Linked DNA regions of Mus musculus: region 2 is linked to region 1. A link is a contact called in public HiChIP or PLAC-seq data. All regions are on one chromosome and are shown on one strand. The core of a region is the stretch at or near the end of the contact, and the rest is flanking DNA. Distances in the headings are between cores, read along the strand shown. Region 1 holds the start of Plekhg6 (pleckstrin homology domain containing, family G (with RhoGef domain) member 6). Region 2 overlaps Vwf (Von Willebrand factor).

Region 1 (2,778 bases), core at 69-2,568:
GATAGCCCCAGGTAGAAGGCGGTCTCTTGTACCTAGATGTCTCCTTTCCTGTATTACCTTTGTCAACACTGCACAAACACCATGAACTGGGACAGGTAAAGCTGACTAGAGACAGACAAGTGGGTTTCTCATGTTGGAACAGACTATGGGTTAAGAACGGCTTTTATTTTATTTTCTGATTTGAGATAGGAGGACCTCTTAATATAGCCCAGGCTGACACACAGTGTAACCCAGTCTAGGCTACCTTCCAACTCTGCATCCCCCTGCCTCAGTTTCTAGAGTGCTATGATCACAGATGTATTCTATCATGCTTTGCAACGTTTACATTTTTAAATAATGGGGGGGGGCAAAAAAGGAAAAATAATATTTGGGGAAAGAGAACAATACACCCAGTTCACACTCCATGAGTTACAGCTAGTTTTATCACGGTTCAGCCAGCCAGCCACCCTTACTGGTCGGCTGGCCATCCTTGGCTGCTTTTCAGTTAGTCGCAACTGAGACTCAATAGACAAGAGACTCTACAATATAGCTTTTCTGTCCCTTTACTGAGAAGTCTGTACATGCCTTACCTGGAAACCCCACACGTCCACGTACAATCTGGCGAAGTCAGGAGAGCTGTCAGACAGGGTCTGGAGGGATGCCCCTAGTTGAGGCAGCCCGCTGGTCTCCCACTAAGCTCCTTTCCTGGCCGCCGAGGGCACCACCAGGGATAGAGCTGGAAGTCAGATGCAGGACTCCACCCCTCCTTTCTAAGCCTGGATGGAAGACCCATCCCTTGCAGTGGGCAGGGCCTGAAGGGAAGAGGCCCTTAATGGGAACTGGACTCAAGAACCCTATACAGGGGTTGGTTTCCCACCAACTGGGCTCTAGAAACCTCCCATTTCTCTCTCCTAGCTTACTCTGACTTACTCGCAGAGGAGATTGTTCATTGTGTCTCCCGCCCCGGGACAACAACAGTCCAGCCCCCGAAGGCAGTCCCCCGCCCCTCCTTCTCCCTCCCCCTTACTATCTCTCCCCACGTCCACCTTTTCTATCTTTTCCCAGGCCCAGCTTTTCTCCCTCCCTCGTACCCAGCCTCCTTCCCTCCTCCTTCTGAGGCCCCGCGACCCTGTCCCAGATCCCCGGTTCCCTGGCCGCCCGGCACTCGCCCTCCCAAGTGCTCACCTGTGAGCGCAGGTGTCCGAGCTTCCGCTGTCCTTGACGTCCGCTGGATACTGTGGAAATCTGGGTCGTTGTCAGCTTCCTTGGCGATGGCAGCCCCACTGTCCCAGCCTGGGACTAGGACCGAGCGGCCCGCGGGACCAGGCAGCACGGGGCCGGGAAGGGAGGTGAAGGTGGAGGCAGAGGGGCGGGACGTGGGCTGGCACCTCCCCCTCCCTGCGGGCCTTGCAGCGTCGCGGTCCTGGTCACCCGGACAGAGAGGGTAGGGAGCCGGACTCTCCGTACACCAACCCCAGACCAGGAGTGCTCACTTCTCGGTGCGCACCTTTCCCTTTCTTTTGCACCTGAACTAACCAGCAATCTGTCACCTGGTCGGGGCCAGGGGCTGGAACCTTGTGCCACCCGCAGGCCACCAGCGTGTCCTCCCTTCCCGGCCAGACCCCTGCCAGGCGCCAGGGTAATGAGGGATAAATGAAAGGTTGGGCGCCGCTATGCGGAGGCGGTGAGGTAATGACCAAGCGACCTGTGGCAGGTACACATCCCTTGTTTGCACCAGGCCCCTCTTGCCTGTCCTAGACCGTTACCCTGAAAGGGAGCCAGCCTAGCATCAGGAAGGGCGGAGGCCCAAGGATTCTCAGCCCCATGGCTGTCCTCTGGCCATGGAGTCCAAAGTGTAGCCCTTATCTCCAGTGAACCTGCTGGCCTGCCCTGGCAACAGGGAGGAAGGTTCTGTGGACTTTGTGTCTTATTGAGGGAGGCATCAGGGGCCAAGCTTAGACCATACCCAACACTACTCTCATTACTTAAGCCTGGAGGGAGGGGGCATACCAGGGGAGGGTACCCTCCCACCGGACTGCACTTGGGCCAGTGTGGCCTTCCCAAGGGCTACACAGACTGAACAGTTTCTCCGAAGTGGTACAGCACTGGCTGGGCGTGATGTGAAAGGCATCCCCGCCCCCCCGCCCCCACATTCCCAAGTCCTGTCGTCTGGTCTGAGGGAAGAACTGAGAGTTATATCATCCCATGGATGTGTGATCCAGAGGTGGAAGTCTCGGTGGGGGGGGGGGGGAGGGGGCGGGGAGATGGGCAGGTCTGAGGTCCACTTTGGGATCTTCCTTCCGCCAATGGACTAGACTGGGTCTGGTGCAACCTCTTACCACACAAAGCATCCCGAAGTACACAAAACCCTTTCAGAAGTGTCTCCCTGTGTTCAGAGGAAAAACAAAACAAAACAAAACAAAAACAAAACAAAACAAAAACAAAACAAAACAAAACAAAAACACCTCTAATTCTCACCCTCTCCCATGGCTCCTTTCAGCCTGGAGAGGCATCTTTGCCATCGGTTGCTTGAATGTGTGTTCCTGTTCCCAGTCACAGATTTGTCCTTCAGTGTACTTTTTTAGAATATGATGTTGTGAGGTCTCAGTGTTACAGAGGAGCTGTCCTGACCTGTGGTTGCCTCCATCCTGCCTTCTGCCCCCCCAGGTGTGTGTGTAGGGGGGGGAGCGGAGAAGGAGTTGGATGAGAACCATGTTTGTCAAGAATGCAGGTTTTGCCTGTTCCTAGCATTCACACTGTGGGGGGCCAGGAGAAGAGGAAGACATATCCAGGGATGAT
Region 2 (2,723 bases), core at 209-2,708, 200 kb after region 1:
TGGGGGGTGGGGTTGTGATCCCATGCTCCAGGAAAGGAGCCCTGATCAGGAGAAGGTGAAACGCCTACCATTCTCAGATCTGAGGGTACTGGGGTTTCTGAACCCACTCGACCTTCCTAGTCTTTGGTGGTAACATAGTTCTACTTACCCCACAAGTCTCTGAAGATCTATTTTGTGAAAGATGCACAGGGTTTTGTTTTTGTTTTGTTTTGTTTTTAAAGATTTATTTATTATTATATCTAAGTACACTGTAGCTGTCTTCAGACACACCAGAAGAGGGCGTCAGATCTTATTAAGGATGATTGTGAGCCACCATGTGGTTGCTGGGATTTGAACTCATGACCTTTGGGAGAGCAGTCAGTGCTCCACCCGCTGAGCCATCTCTTCAGCCCAGATGCACAGGTTTTGCAACAACTTTATTTACACAGGTTAGAAGAGGGTCTCAGCGGTAGAAGAAGGACAGGGTTTGTATTTCATGGGAACCTTCTGTTGAAGCAGAGATGCTGTGTGAAGCATTGTGGCTGGGCTTCTCTAGGTCAGCAGCCTCTGACTGGGAGGGCCGACAGAGGCCAAGGATGACTGGCTCAGGCCTCCGGCTTGACTCTTCTGGCCTCTTGATCTGGATTCACAAATTTTCTTGACTTCGCACATGCTCACAGGAAGGTAGGGCGCATAGAGATAATCCTTAGCGCCTCAGCTCAGCATCGCTGGAACAAAATACCAAAGGAAGTCAATTTGATAAGCAGCACAGTTATTTTTGTTCATGGTTTCAGGGTTTTATGGTCATTTGGTGCCACCAGCATGGGCCTGTAAAAGTACAGTGCACCACAGTGGGAGTGTGTGGCTAAGGAGGGTGTTTGCTTTGTGGTGGCCAGGAAGCAAGAGAAGGAGCCTGGGGTGCTATCTCCCCTTTGTAGGCACATCCCCAATGACCTAACTTTCTCTTGCCAGCCCCCACTACCTAAAGGTTCTCCTACCTCCCAGAAGGCTGGGACTCTAGGCTGGGGGCAACACTTTGTTTAGTCTCCTCTTACCCTGTTTGTTTTTGTTTGTTTTTCAAGACAGGGTTTCTCTGTGTAGCCCTGCCTGTCCTGAAACTTGCCCTGTAGACCAGGCTGGCCTTGAACTCACAGAGATCCTCCTGCCTCCGCCTCCGCCTCCGCCTCCGCCTCCGCCTCCGCCTCCGCCTCCGCCTCCGCCTCCGCCTCCGCCCCCGCCCCCGCCTCCGCCTCTGCAGTGCTGGGATTAAAGCTGCTGCCTGGCTTGCCTCTAAGTCTTTACTCAGCACCCAGACCCAGCTCAGAGTATGCCTGGCTTTGGAATGCTTTCCCTGACACCTCAGCTGCAGGTTTCTTCCAGTTACAATAGGCAGCATAACTGAGAAGGCCACCCCAGGTAGGGATGAAGCCTTCAGCCTGCATGTAAACCAGCCTATGCCACACCCTAGGCCCTGGAGGCAAGTTATGCTAGTATTTATTACGGCTAGGATTGACCCAGTGTTTACATCTCTGTCCTTGGAACACATGTATGGAAACTCAGGAGACGGGTACAGAAAGGGGTAGTAGCAGTTCAAGAGCGGTGTGCCCAGCAGTTGATGAGAGAGGAGGAACTTTGGGGAAGCCTTCCTGGAGAGGTGGCTCCTGGACCGGGCCCAGAGGGCTTCAGAGAGGACATGCAGACAGGGGGAGAGGTTAGGCTTCTCCTCCCTTCAGGTTTTGAGAATTTACCCAGTGTATTTTCTTTTGCATTCATTGTGCTAAACACAGTGCCTCGATATAGTAGACATGCCAATGGAAGGAAACATGAAGGTGTTTTCAGGAAGGCATCAGCAATGCCTGGGTTGGGGATGGGAAGAGAGGGGAAGGCTGAAATCCAGTCCTGGGGCCCAGCCTCCCTGCCTTCCTATTGAGTTAAAATGTTGCCCTTTAAATTGGAATGGGGTATAGTTTGCTTTTTATATCCAGCCCCGTCTGTGTGCTGCAGATCTAGAGGCCACCCACCTAGTGTATGTATAGTATTTTAACATCTATATAATGAATGGTGTCTGCTGGGAGGCTGGGAGCACAGGTATTAAATCCACCTTGGACTTCACTCTGTCATCTCAGGCCTTTACTTGTCCTGGCTGGGCTGCCTGAGTTAGAACAGAGAAGCCTGGAAGTGGCTAAGACTGTGAGGTAAATATGCCCCTGGGTACTGCTGTGGGGTCAGAGAAGGTGGCACTGGGCAGCTGTTGAAAAGCCTGCCTAGCAACCAGACTGTGGACCAGGTTGAGGACGGGGGTGACCAGAGGAAGCCTGGAAGAGAAGATGAGGGCCCAGACTTCTTTTTGTTTCTGTGGAGGGAGAAACTATAGCCGAAGGATTTGTTCTAAGAAGGCAGCTTCTACAGAAACCTCACTCCCTTCCTGCAGTGAAATAACCCGAAAGCACCCATCTTGCTGTGGCTTTCTACAAACCAGTTAATACCTCCAGGGACCTCCCAAGAAATATGCTAGAGTCTTGTTCCCACTTTCCCTTTGGAAAGGGCTGACCTGGGCCAATGGGGGATGGGCCAGGCAGCCCTTGCCCTGGCAGGACTCCTGGCAGGGAGGATAGATGCTACTGTGTCCTGCATGGGGAAAATTTCTTGCTCCTCCTTACCATGCCAAGAGCCGGTCACACAATGACTCAGAGCGATTGCTCTTGTCTGAGAGCCCTGGGCTGGGGGTGGAGCAGCAGTAGATT

The links. HiChIP or PLAC-seq counts read pairs in DNA pulled down with a chosen protein or histone mark.
Region 2: a contact with region 1 is called in an H3K27ac HiChIP or PLAC-seq map of trophoblast stem cells, with 6 times the contacts expected there. The contact joins the enhancer-like site here to the promoter of Plekhg6 in region 1. A contact is called at or near these places in 6 of 39 promoter capture datasets (the 3T3-L1 cell line, embryonic stem cells, hippocampal neurons and 2 more), 42 of 484 Hi-C or Micro-C datasets (the AML12 cell line, the C2C12 cell line, the CH12 cell line and 26 more), 15 of 115 datasets of contacts at active chromatin or transcription factors (embryonic basal ganglia, embryonic stem cells, extraembryonic endoderm stem cells and 4 more) and 2 of 9 other capture datasets (adipose tissue and liver).

What each region holds. Positions count from the first base shown.
Region 1 is chr6:125,379,186-125,381,963 of GRCm38.p6, forward strand. It overlaps Plekhg6 (pleckstrin homology domain containing, family G (with RhoGef domain) member 6), which reads right to left and starts at 1,319. Exons shown (of 17, transcript NM_198604.2): 1 at 1,165-1,319; 2 at 570-791.
Region 2 is chr6:125,583,148-125,585,870 of GRCm38.p6, forward strand. All of the region lies in intron 6 of Vwf (Von Willebrand factor), which reads left to right. Among named protein-coding and RNA genes, the nearest start is that of Vwf, 32 kb to the left of the region's middle. Within about 2 kb of position 1,459, at least 52 of the 459 cell types and tissues checked have an H3K27ac peak or open chromatin away from gene starts, as enhancers often do. A contact at or near this core is called in differentiating embryonic stem cells, embryonic stem cells, extraembryonic endoderm stem cells and 4 more, where this site is marked.